Regions from separate parts of the Mus musculus genome. Here region 2 is linked to region 1. The links are chromatin contacts, called in public promoter capture Hi-C maps. All regions are on one chromosome and are shown on one strand. Each heading gives the region's core, a stretch centred on a gene start, on an enhancer-like site or on the middle of the called end of the contact. The rest is flanking DNA. Distances are from core to core; before and after follow the strand shown.

Region 1 (6,494 bases), core at 1,277-3,776:
CCTATTTTTTTTTTAACAAAATGCTGACTGACATATTCATAGCAAATTTCAAGCTATGAAAGATAAAGTTTGCCTATAACACAGAGAAAATGAACATAGTATAGAACTAGCAAAAGAAACATATACAAGAAACATACACATACACATTCAGAGAAGGGACTCTGATCCTTGTGTCTTCCACAGTTTCAAACACAATTTAATGGAAATAACAGGTAGAAACTACAATGCTGACAGCAACTGTCACAACTAAAATGCCATGGGTAGTGAACTACAAGCCCAGAATTGATTCTAGGCACTTTGGCCCTGGGGTCAGCACTCTTAAACACTACACATGAAAGAATTCACTCAGTGGAAAACAAACCCCACCCTGGTTTGCAGTTCATAGTTTCAAGGCAGCTGTAACATTTACACTTACCCACATTGCTCTTTATATGGTAAGACTAATTCTAGAAATATAGTATATCTAAAAAACCAAAACAAACCAAAAACCAAAAAACCTACACTATAAATTTAACATAACAATAAACTGAATATGATACTATATAAAAGGCATTCTTACCCCTGCTTTCAGTAAGTTCCACGTGTAATCTATGGCACAAATAGCACCTGTTCGTCCACAGCCTGCACTAAGGGAACAAAGTTTGAGAAAAAAAATTTGTTGTTTTTTTCTTTAAATAAAAGGTATGCTAATTATACCCCAATAAGAAATTTGATACAATTCTACATAGTAAATCAAATACAAATTAGAGTACAGTACCATCCTTAACATTAATATTTGATATTTAAAAATGTAATTCAGCAATTTATAAAAGTAAGTGCCTCACAAAGAACCTGTAAACCCTTACCCCCATAAGTCTAATTCTCGCCAGTAACCCCCTGTAGAGATAAAATTATTCTCAATAGTTATAAGCATAATAGAATGCTCACAATGGCTTTACTGTTTTGGTCAAGAAGACCCAGTAAATTGTAGTAGGTATGGGAGAGAAAGCCTCAAGTGTAGGATCAGTTCAGAGAAGCAGCAGTGACCTTAGTGACCCAAGTCCATACACAAAGGCAGCTGACAAACCCGGGCTGGGCTCCAGCAGAACACGCTGAAGCTACACTGTTTTTACAACGACTTTAATTAAATGGAAGGAAGCATTCTTGTGAAGTATGCTCGCTCTAGAGCTGGGTGTGGGAGGCCTGCCTATGGTGACGAGCACTTCAGAGACTGAGGCATGAGTACTTGAGGTCCCAGCCAGCTGGGGATAGGTTTTAAGATCCCAACAAACACACTTTATATTAAATGGGTACGTTTTCTTTCCTTTTGTAGATGTGCTTTTAAGTTACTTCAGTTAACACACTGTCTTCTAACAGCATTAAATCATCATTTTTCCCCCATACATGGTTTCTCTGTGTAGCAAGCCCTGGCTGTCCTGGAACTCTTTCTGTAGTCTATCTAGGCTAGCCTCAAAACTCAGAGATCCATCCTCCTCTGCCTCCCAAGTGTTGGGGTTAAAGGTGTGCACCACCATCACCACCCTGTAAATAATTTTTAAAACTAGAAAAACCCTACTGAAATAGACTTATGAATTATAGTTATTGGCTGAATAACAGGATGGAACAGGAAATAATTTCAAACAAGTTGTTAAAAAAAATCAAGTTAAACCATTTCTTTATCTTTCAATATCAGAACAAAAGCTTTCTTTTTTGACCACCATTAATTAACTATGAAAAGATTGTTTTAATCTAGTAATTTGTTAGATGGTTTCTGTATATCTACCAGCAAACCAATTCTCCTGGAGGCAGCTCTCTTTACTAATCAAAAGACACCAGTTAGGTAAGAAAAGTCAAAATTGAAATAAATCAACCTTTTAAAAAAGTAATTAACCAATAATCTCTCTTTTTTTTTTAAAGATTTATTTTTATTTATATGAGTACACCAGAAGAGAGCATCAGATCTCAATACAGGTGGTTGTGAGCCACCATGTGGTTGCTGGGAATTGAACTCATGTTGGTGTCCTACTCATAATGTTCCTGCTTCAGTTTCCAGAATGCTGGGATTACAGGCATAACTACCGTGCTGTGTTTTCTTTATTTATTTCTTATAGTAAAATTCAATTACAGATACAAATAGTTTAGCAGGACAAATTTAGTGTGATTTTTGAGAAACTCTGATTCTAAGGTCTTTTGAAATATCAAGATAGAAAATAGAAAAACTGCCTAAGGAATCAAGTAAATTTTATACTACTTGGAAACATACATATTTATCTAGTGAAATTCTAAAATTAGGTTTTGAAATATCTTATACATTACTGTACAATATAACCATGATTATACTGTAAACTACTGTGAACCTTCTATTTTTATGATTGATTCAACATTTATTCTTTTAAAAGTTGTATTCTCCCTAACATTTTTCTATACACTATAAATGTAGACCTTAAGCATGGATGAGGTGGTTTAGATGAGTAATGTCTTCCAGACTCACACATTTGAACACTTGGTCCCCAGTTGGTCCCCTTTAGGAGGTTGGTGTAACATGAGACCTTTAGGAAATGGGGCCTTGTTGGAGGACAAATATTGGTAGGCTTGCAGGGTTTAGCCTTGCCTTACTTTCTGATGCTGAGGCTATTCCCCAACATTATGCACACTCATCCTCTGAAACTGTAAGCTAAGTCAACCCTTTCTTATTTAAATTTATTTTGGGTCATGATATTTTATGACAGCAATAGAAAAAACATACAATTCAAGTAGCAGCTATTTTTCCTGTGTTTAAAACCTAGCTTAGTTGTTTCCTTTGCTGTCTCCCTGGTTTTTGGGTTTTTGTTGGTTTGCTCCTTTAGGATTGTATTGTTGTTAATTCTCTTCGTCTTTGTGAGACATAGTCTCACTCTGCGGCCCAGGCTGGGCTCCGACAGTCGCTATGCAGTGAGATTATAGGCATGAGCCACTTTAGGGAGCCTTTGAATAATTTTACATTAAAACTAAGTTAGGTAAGGTGTTTCTTCCTTCTTTGGTATCCTAGGAATGGGGAGGTAAAAGTTCAAGGCTCACCTTGGCTATTAAGACCCCGCCTTTTAAAAAAAGAGTAGTGGTCATTCAAAGAAGCCACAGAACATTAACAAACCTTTCTGAAAAGTGTTTCAGAGCTCGTTAGTTCTATCATAAATAATACGGAGTTTACTGGAGTAGAAAGTCTGTCAGATGAGACAGGGAACAAAGAAGTCACAATATTTAAGGACATAAAAATCCTATAAATGTTTAGGCACACATTCTTAATTTCCCAGATATGAAAAAAAATTAAGGCTATCTTCCTTCCAACTGGAATGTTTCTTTGCTTTTCATTTAAAATATTTCATGGCTTATAAGTAGGAAAAATAATCAGACAATAAAAACAGGTCAATGAGCTCAGTTAAAAACACCTGCTCTTATTTAACACAACCTCTAACCTGCACTCGGAACACAAAATTAGTTACCCCTTCAAGAATGGCAGAATTTGAAGGCTGTGTTTACATGACTTCTTATGTCTCAACATGACTAAATTTGCAAAGACTAATTGGAACTTAGTATTACCTGGAAAGAGTGAAAACATTTTACAGAGCAGTTTAACAGAGATATAGCTAAACTTAAGCCTGTTAAGGGGCAGGTCATTACTTTGGGCAATGCTACACAGCACAATTTAATAAAGATGTCCAGTAAATGTATACCAACAGTTTATATTTAACTTACTACAAAAATGCTATGTCAGGTATCATAGCACACATCTATAATCCAAGCAGAAGAGTGGAGGCAAGGAAGATAGCCTTGGCTATTTAATAAGTCTGATACCAGCCTGGCCTACATAAGATGCAGTGATAAGCCTTCAATTCTCAAAAAAAAAAAAAAAAAAAGTGGGGAGATTAGAATATTTAACAATAAATATCACCCACCATAATTCCTTAAAAGGTGAAAAAAAAAAAAAAGAATGCTCGTTTCATGTTTGCTTAAGATTTCAGAAGTTTGTAAACTATAATTTCAGGGTATGACAACAATGGTACAGACATGGCAGCTTGCTCCTCGGGAACAAAATCCAGCACAGGATGTTTGTCACTTGGAAAACACCTTACAATCTACATCGTAAGAGCTATGAAATTCAGGTATATCTTACAAATGACATCTATGCTGTGTAACTAGCAATGAATTCTTTTAAACTCTCATGTTTAGTATGTGTCAGGTAAGGCTTTGTCTGTCCCCTCTCTTTCCTTCCCTTCTTTCTGCTAAGGGACAACATTATCGGGAGGTAGCCCTGAGCGGCTAAAGCTCACATCAGCCTCCTTGGTTTGGGGTTATAAGCGTGTCCCTACACCCAGCACTTCTCTGCAGACCACGGGATCTCAGATCAGTAAGGCCTTTATATCTATATACAGTTTTTAAAGTCTGAGACTTCATCACTCATGAAAATTTGCCTGACACTGATCATATGAGGAAATATGATGTTTTACAGCAACATTTAGACAGTCTATTAACCAGATTAGATTATATCAATTCACAGGGTCTTATTCTCAAACACACCATAACAGGGCTAGGAAAAGCTCAAGATATAATAAAACATCATATTAATGTAGAAATAAAACCTTATCTCACAAAACATAAACACTGTACTTCTCTACATTTAGAAAATTATTTTGTACCTGCAATGAATACAAATAGGCACATCTTCATGTTCTTGGTATTTCCTCATTAAGCTTATCATGTCCAGAATAGAATCAAATGACGAAGGAACATCATGGTCTGGCCAGTTCACGTAATGAAACTGATAGAGCCGACGGGATTCCTACATGAAAAGCAGAAATTCAGGGGCTGGAGAGATGACTCAGCAGTTAAGAGCACTGACTGTCCTTCCAAAGGTCCTGAGTTCAAATCCCAGCAACCACATGGTAGCTTACAACCATCCATAATGACATCTGATGCCCTCTACCGGTGTGTCTGAAGACACCTACAGTGTACTTACATATAAATAATAAATAAATATTAAAAAAAAGAAAAGCAGAAATTCAGTAATTAGAAGAATGTATTTACAAACTTGTAAGCTATGTATTCCACGTCTTTAAATTTTTTCCCCAATTTTAACCTTATAGTAAATATTGAAAGTGATAGCCCGCATAAATTAAACATCCAAAGATGCCTCAGTAACTCTAAAAACTATTTATTTTCATTTATGAGTCCACGGACATATGTATGCTGTGTGTGCCTCATGCCCCATGGTCAAAGAGAGTTTTAGATCTGAGTGGAATGTGAGTGGCTAGCCATCAGCGCTGTGCTAGAAACTAACCTGGGAGCTCTGCAAGGGCATTTAACCTTGGAGCAGTCTCCTTAGTCCCCTCAATAACTTTTAAGATTGATTATTCTAGATGTCAGTAGAAAGAACAGAGCTTGGGTTTCAGTTCCAATATGCAAGTTCTATATTTGTCAATTACTAAATAGGCAAATTATTTAACTTCTCAAATCCCTTTTATCTATGCAATACATACTTTTATAGTTAGAATAACTGATATATCTGATACACTTGTAGGAGTTAAGGTACTAACTAGAGATAAAATGTGCAACCTGAGTAAAAGAAATGACTCAACTAAAGGGCTATCATTAGTCCAGTCAGTGAGAAGAAAGACTGTGTGTCGCTTGCCAGACAGAAAGTAGGTAGCCTTACAATGAGCTGGGAAGAATGCTGTGACAAGACTGTACTGGATGATTGTGTGTGTCAACTTGACACAAGCTAGCATCAGAGAGGATGGAGCCTCAGTTGAGGAAATGCCTCCATGAGATTCAGCAGTAAGGCCTTTTCTCAGTGATCAATAGCTAGAGCCCAGCTCATGGTGGGTGATGCTATCTGTGGGTTGGTGGTCCTGGTTCTATAATAAGTCAGGTTGAGCAAGCCATGGGAAATAAGCCAGTAAGCAGGCCTCCCCCATGAACTCTCATGAGCACTTGCCTCCAGGTCCCTGCTCAGTCTGAGTTCCTATCCTGACCTCCTTCAGTACTCAACAGCAACATAGAAGTGTAAGCTGAGCAAACCTTTTCCTCCCCACGTTGTATTTGTTCATGGTGTTAAGTCAGAGCAATAGAAATCCTGACTAACACAGTGACCAAGACAGACTAATAATAGAGGAGAAAAAAGCTGACAAGCATCTTTCCAATGTCTTTTTATACATGTCTTTGGTTTCTTCCCTGAAAAATTATCATTTTTTGACTCTGAAACATTTAAGTCAACAGCCTGAAGATACTTTAATTTAAATCTAAATTAATATTTACTTTTTAATTTCTCTCTCTTTTAAAAAAAGATTTATTTATTATTATATCTAAGTTCACTGTAGCTGTCTTCAGATGCACCAGAAGAGGGCATTAGATCTCATTACAGATGGTTGAGTCACCATGTGGTTGCTGGTTTTTGAACTCAGGACCTTTGGAAGAACAGTCAGTCCTCTTAACTGCTGAACCATCTCTCCAGCTCACTTTTTAACTTCTTATAGTGCTGG
Region 2 (6,494 bases), core at 2,850-5,349, 640 kb after region 1:
TGAGATATTCACACAGGATGCACAGTGCCTGCATTCTGAGAGATGACTATACTGAATCAGAAGTAAGCATCAGTACTTATGTTTCCCATAATTCCTTGTGGGTACAGCCTTTTGGTGTTGCCATTACATATTTCTTTAGTCTGGAGTTTCTAAAACACATAGTTCTTGAACCATAAAATGATTTACATAGAGTAAACATTTCTTGCCCAGTTTTCTAAGTATCCAACCATTTACTTCATATATTTAAAATATAAAACAAACATGTAAAAATATCTAACTCTGAATTGAGGAGATAGCTCACTGGGTAAAGCACTTACCTCACAAACTTGAAGACCTGAGTTTGAATCCCCAGGACCCACATAATGCCAGGTTCAAGAGCACACACCTATAATCCCAGCAGCCCTGGGTTGGGGGATTAGAGACAGGAGGCTCCCTGAAACTCAAGGACTAACCAGTCTGGCATCAAAGAACAAAGAGACCCTCATACACATGAAACACATACCTCCAAAAATATTTTAAAATACTTAGTTCCAAGATCTTTTGAAAAGATGCTACAACTTTTTATGTTCATATCTTTTATGTAGGCAATATTCTTAGACGGCAAGAACATCTTATTAGATTCTAGTGATGGGGAAGGCTAGCTCGATGTAAGTGCAATCACATGATCTGAGAAAGAGACAGAGAAAGAGTATTTCCTGACAGAATAATATTACTTTTTTATTTTTATGCTTTTAACATTTATTTATTTGTAGATTGACAAACTCATTTATTTACTGTGTGTGCATGTGTGGAAGTCAGAGAACAACTTTCAGGAGAGTGACTTACTAAGGAGCCAGTCTTGATCACCGGCCTCTACGTGGGTGGACGCATCCTACATAGAGTAAGACACTGGAGAGTGGTCAAAATTCCATGGGAGGAAGACTCTTCCTCAGCGAACTGACAAAGCTCAGCTCTCATTCCCAGCTCTGGGTCTAAAATGAAGACTGGGTCCAGGCAGAGGATAGTCTGCCACTAGTAGAAAGAAAACCAGCCAGCTTTTGTGATCACTTGCTCAGTAACAAATATGTTTGGGTCTAGGGTGTTCATGAAGGAAGCTGGGAGCCAGCTGGCACAACTCTAAGAGAGATTCACAGGAAAAGGGGAGGACTCCTGCAGCACAGCAGAGCAGCAGCCAGCTTCATCCGCCTGGATCGAGCTCAGCTCTTCCCTCTAGAGTGAGGAAAGGGAGGACTTTCTCTGCTGAAGAATGCATTGTGGAGAATGTCTACTGTTCTCTTTTACTTGATAGCCAACAAAAAAAAATCACTCAGTGTGTAGAGGTAATTACTGGAAGAAAAGAAACAACAGACAACAGACCCAAAAATTATCCAGATGTTGAAGGAACCTGTGTTTCTTCTTGTTTTTGTTTTATTCAGGCTTACCAAGTGTCTTGAACTCAACATGTGGCCCAGCCTGGCCTCAAAGCAAGCCTCTTGTCCTAGCTCCCCAAGAACTGGGATTATAGACATGTGTGACCAGCTTTCCAGAGAGTGATTTTTACAAAACAATCATTAACATGTTTGAAAACAGGAGATTATAGCAAAATAGATGAAAAAGTATCTTTATAATTTTAATAAGTGGAATGCATTAAAAGGAATCAATGGGCATTCCAAGACTGAAAAATACATTATCTACAATTAAGATTTCACTTATTGTATTCAACAGATGGGATGAGATGTAACAAAAAGCAGAATTAGTAAAGTTAGCAATCCACTAAATAAGTCAATGAAAAATATCCAAAATATCATCCAGAAGACAAAAAAGAGGTAGCTGGACAAAAGCTAAAACAGAGGACAAGGGTAGAATTTTATTATATTCATGATTGGATTCCTATAATAGAAAAGAATTGGGTAAAAATAACAATAGATTTAAGTAATTGGTTCCAAAACCAATGAAAATTAAATATCAATCAGCAGATTCAATAAGCTTAGTAGATCAGGCAAGTGTTGTGGTTTTGGTTTGGTTTGGTTTGGTGTTGAGGTTTTATTTTGCTTATTTTTTGGTTGTGTTTTTTATTTTTGAGTCTTACCATCCCTATGCCTGGGCTCAAGCAAGCTTCAGCCTCAGTCTCCCTGGCAAGTAAGAGTTTACAAACCATTACAAACCACTGGCATGGGTAGGCTTTGGTTTGGGTTTTTCCTTTATCAGAGTGTACACAGGTTTGTAGGGAAACAGTGTTGTGGATGGACAACTAGGTTTACTTAGAACACACAGGCAATGTTCAGAAGAGGTCAAACATGCATAGATAACTGCAACAAGTACAAAGTACAGAGAGACCTGGCAGAATAGAAGTCACCTTAATGGTCTGAGGGAAAGTGAATGAGTGTGCCCAAAACCTGTCTTGCCCCTGCTGTTAATGTGTGAGCAGAGGTGACTGAAGGGATCATCTGGATAAAATCACGGGGAAAAGCCATCCTAAAAGGAAGTGTTGTGCCCAATTGCCCTGGAGGTTGAATGGCACTCTTCTCTCTCCCTTAGAACTCCCTCATTCGCCCCATTTCAGAACTCCCGCTGTATCACCACATAACATACACCGCGTAACATAACATACAGATAAATGGGAGTCACCAGTGATTTCTCAGCTCCCTGCCCCCAGGAGTACAAAACCTGGTTTTCAATACCATACTGTCCTCCCGAGGCAGGGCAGAATGAGGGGACTGGAGGGGACTGGAGGGGACTGGAGGCGGAGGTAGAGGAGGAAACCCTGCTCCTTCAGAACTGATCTACTTTCACTGCTCAGAAAGGACTTTAAGTCTGCGGGTAAGAACCTAATGGACTTCAACTGTGCTCACTTGAGGCTGGGTGCTGTATCTCCAGACACTTCAACCAAGGATGTCGAGGCCAGTAATTAGGCTCTGCTTACATAAGGTCAAAATGACACATTATCTTGAATTCCTGGCCTCCCCACTCCCAGAACTAAATGAAGCTGTTCATAAATGCACTATATGTTAGTTACTGAGAGAAAAAGAAACTTCGGTTTTTAATCTAACTTTGTTACAGACTATACTCTTTGGGTGATGTTAATAAAAGGGGAATGTTTATCCTTCTGGGACTCTGGGGTGGTACCCAAGGAGGGTTTTCCCTTCTCCTCTGATAGGGGGAAGGGGGTAGTGGGGGAGGGGCTTGTAAGGGACTGGGAGGGGAGGAGAGGGGTGGGCTGCAATCGGGAAGTAAGTGAATAAAGAAATTAAGAAAGAAAAAGAAAAGGGGTAGTAGTTTCTTGGCAACATTTAGAAATGTAACCTTGAAAGTCACAAGAAAAAATACTGATGTCAGCATTGTGAAGACAACACTTAAGGTCGACTCTCCCTTCAGAAGCCCGCAATTGTCTGACCAGGTGTGTTCTACTCTCTCTACTGGAGCACCTTTGTTCCTGCGTTTAATGAAGCCAGCTTTGCTTCATACAAGTTGGCCCCGAAATTCATTTCTTTGTTGAAACCAAGACCTCAGGTTTTGCTTGGTGGCGATCTCTAAAAAGGTGTGTTGTGAAGCTGTGTGTAGAGGCAGGTGACTCTTCTTCCCTCCTGCTAACAACGAGGCGGGGCGAAGCCTACACCCAGAACCCCTCAAGTCTTTTGTCTTCAAGTGGCTCACCACTCACTTCTTGCTCAAGACGCTCTTCCATAATAGAATTTAGTAGTTGACACTTGGAGATTCCAACCCAGGCCCTGTGCTCTTTGCGCCCCCTGCAGATTGTCACTTTCCCCCGTCCCCTTCCTTTGTCATCCCCACCTGGGCTTGGTTTTAGCCACCGGCACCCTTCGGTCTTCTCTAACCTACCCTTCTCTCTCTAGTTACCCTAAATTGACTTCAAGCTTCCCCATCCTGCTCCTTCTTAGCTCCAGTTCCGGGAATCTCCTTGCCTCTCCCAGTTTTTCCCCGCGCCCACTGTGTGAGAGGCTATGTGGCTGCAGTACCTCACAGATTTGAGGAATGTACTTGTCCCTGAAGTAGCTCCTTAGCCTGGGGGTGGCACTGCGTAGTGAAGCCATGGTCAGAAGCAGGACTCAGAATGCGTTTCATAGGTTACTGCTGTTCACGTTGAGGAGGAGAGACGCGCCGGAGCGTTGCCTAGCAACCACAAAGGAGGTGCCAAATAGTCCAAGCCTTTCGCGAGATGAAGAAAGAACCTAGCAGGGAGGGGGCGGGGCAACTGGGGCGGGGCGGGGCGATTGCAGAGGGGCGGGGCAGAGAGGGGCGGGGCGAGTGCAGAGAGGCGGGGCAGAGCGGGGAGGGGCGGGGCAGGACAGTACAGGCCGGGGCCGGGTAAAATGAGAGGGCTGGACGGGAGAGTGAGTGTTGGGGCGGAGCTAGGGTCTGTGTTCAACGCGCCGCAGTCCCGGTCTTGGTCCAGGAAAAAGCTGCTTGCACTAGGGGCATCCCGCCTGCCTGGTGAAAGGAACCGCAGCACACAGGGTGGGAGGGCTTCCGATTTTAGCAGGGCGGCTTCCGGAAGGCGGAGCTCCAACCCCATTTCCTTTCTCTGGGCTGGTTCTGGCCCAGCTGCACCTGCGTGTGGCCCTGGCTCCTCGGCTCCCTGCAGCTCCGAGGCAGCAGCATGGGTGGCGCGCGGGACGTGGGCTGGGTGGCAGCAGGGCTGGTCCTGGGCGCCGGCGCCTGCTACTGTATCTACCGGCTGACTCGGGGACCGCGGCGAGGCGGTCGCCGACTGCGCCCTTCGCGATCCGCAGGTGAGGCGATGGGCTGCCCGGCAGGTGGACTGGTTCGGGGCTCCGGACCCACCTCAGGCCAGGCTGGGTTGGAGGTGCCCTAGACACCCGCGACTGCATGGGGAGAAAGGCTGGAGGTAGACAGACGACTCTGGAAGCCCAGGTTGCCTTGGGTGGGTCCTGAGCCGCTTCCCTGCTCCCACTTCTTTGTTTAAAATAAGAGCTGAAAACATTGCCCGAAGTGTCCTGTTACTTCCCTTCGGCTTCACAGCCAAGAGCTGAGGTTTCTCCGAGCCAAGTAGATTGCCTCTCATTTTAAAGTTTTACCTGAGCTTTTGTGTTGTTATCAAAGAGATGCCCCTTACTGTGAGAAGGTTCTCAGGGGCCTCAAGCCTGGGTTGAAACTTTGCTCGTGCTATGTGAAGAATGGATCCCTGAGATGCAATTCTGCCAGCACTTTGTGGCACCTGTCCTGGGAAGTACCTTTAAGTCATCCGTAGCGTCCCTGCAACCGGGGTGTGTGTGTTGGGAATAAGAACCACAACCAACAGGAGACACACCCTTCTAAAAGGATGGCTTAAGTCGTGAAAACTGTTGGAAAAACTATTTGAAATAAAACCTGCCAACCAATACCTGCTTGCCTCAAAGGTAGAGAAATATATTTGTTTTTAAACTGAGGTTGGTGGGAGCTAATTGCCCTTCCCTAGAACAAAAATAAGGCACCTTTAAAGGCAGGTAGAAAACACATCTTTGGGTTGTACAACTAGCATTTACTTTTCAAAATTTGCACTTACTAGAAGGGACCAGGAACAACCATGGATTTATATTCCAGCCTTCCATTTCCTCCAGGAAATGCTGTAAGAAAGGGGAGTGCACAGAACCTTCCCCTTTGGTCACAGAGGAAAGCAGTTTTTGAAAATGAGCATTTGCCCTTACAAAGCCTGATTTGTAGGGTGCTTGTTTGTGTGTGGGTTTTTTGTGGTTTTGTTTGTTTTTTCTCTCTGTCAAATATTTCTATACAAGAATACTTTGGTGGGTTTTTGTTGTTGTTGTTGTTGGTGGTGGTGGTGGTCTTTTGTTTTGCTTTTTTAAGGCAGAAGATCTGATGTGTCCCTGGCCTGGAACTCACTGCATAGCAGAAAATTTGAACTTCTGATTCTCCTGTCTCCATCTCCGGGGTTGCTGGGTCTGACAGCATCCACCACTACACTTTGGTACTGAAAAGAAAACCAGGGTCAGACAGCTTTAAAAATCGATTGCCCACAGCCCCTTCCCAACGTTCTACCCTTGCATTTGAGAGAAATCTATTTCTTCTTCTCCTTAAACTGTTGAGAAGTGTGTAATTCCTCCTGTGAAGTTTGTTGGTCCAGGAGAGGAAGGTGTTGCCTAGCTCTAATCCCAGCCCGAGTCCACTGAGGTAGGATGATCACGAAATAGTGCCAGTCTAGGCTAACCTGCCTCCAAAAACAAGTGTATTCCCCAAACAAAGACTCTCTGAGGCCATTGAAAAAGATGGAAACAGTATCAAATAACTCAACTTGATGTAAGACCCTGACTTATATAATATAAACTCATTCAATCATTACTAATGAAAATCTATCAGGGAAATAAGATACAGAGCCCAGATGGACACATATGGAGAATTGATAGAATTATATGTTGTTTATTGTATTAATATATTTTTTAAAACTACATGCTATTGTATAAAAGTTATTAAAATAGTATTTCTGACAACTTGTAACAGTAAGAATAGAAGGAATGGGGCTGGAGAGATGACTCAGAGGT

The links. Promoter capture Hi-C pulls out the DNA fragments that hold promoters and counts their contacts.
Region 2: a promoter capture Hi-C map of the HPC-7 cell line shows a contact between it and region 1. The contact joins the promoter of Fbxl13 here to the enhancer-like site in region 1. A contact is called at or near these places in 10 of 39 promoter capture datasets (the 3T3-L1 cell line, the C10 cell line, the HPC-7 cell line and 7 more), 3 of 484 Hi-C or Micro-C datasets (B cells, the HPC-7 cell line and stem cell-derived neural progenitor cells), 3 of 115 datasets of contacts at active chromatin or transcription factors (forebrain, large pre-B cells and memory CD8 T cells) and 1 of 9 other capture datasets (adipose tissue).

What each region holds. Positions count from the first base shown.
Region 1 is chr5:21,004,790-21,011,283 of GRCm38.p6, forward strand. It overlaps Ptpn12 (protein tyrosine phosphatase, non-receptor type 12), which reads right to left. Exons shown (of 18, transcript NM_011203.3): 8 at 4,653-4,795; 9 at 560-626. Among named protein-coding and RNA genes, the nearest start is that of Ptpn12, 48 kb to the right of the region's middle. Within about 2 kb of position 2,527, at least 1 of the 459 cell types and tissues checked has an H3K27ac peak or open chromatin away from gene starts, as enhancers often do. A contact at or near this core is called in the HPC-7 cell line, where this site is marked.
Region 2 is chr5:21,641,506-21,647,999 of GRCm38.p6, forward strand. It overlaps Fbxl13 (F-box and leucine-rich repeat protein 13), which reads right to left and starts at 4,100. Exons shown (of 21, transcript NM_001199632.1): 1 at 3,957-4,100. The coding sequence starts at 4,031. It overlaps Armc10 (armadillo repeat containing 10), which reads left to right and starts at 4,501. Exons shown (of 6, transcript NM_026034.5): 1 at 4,501-4,730. The coding sequence starts at 4,598.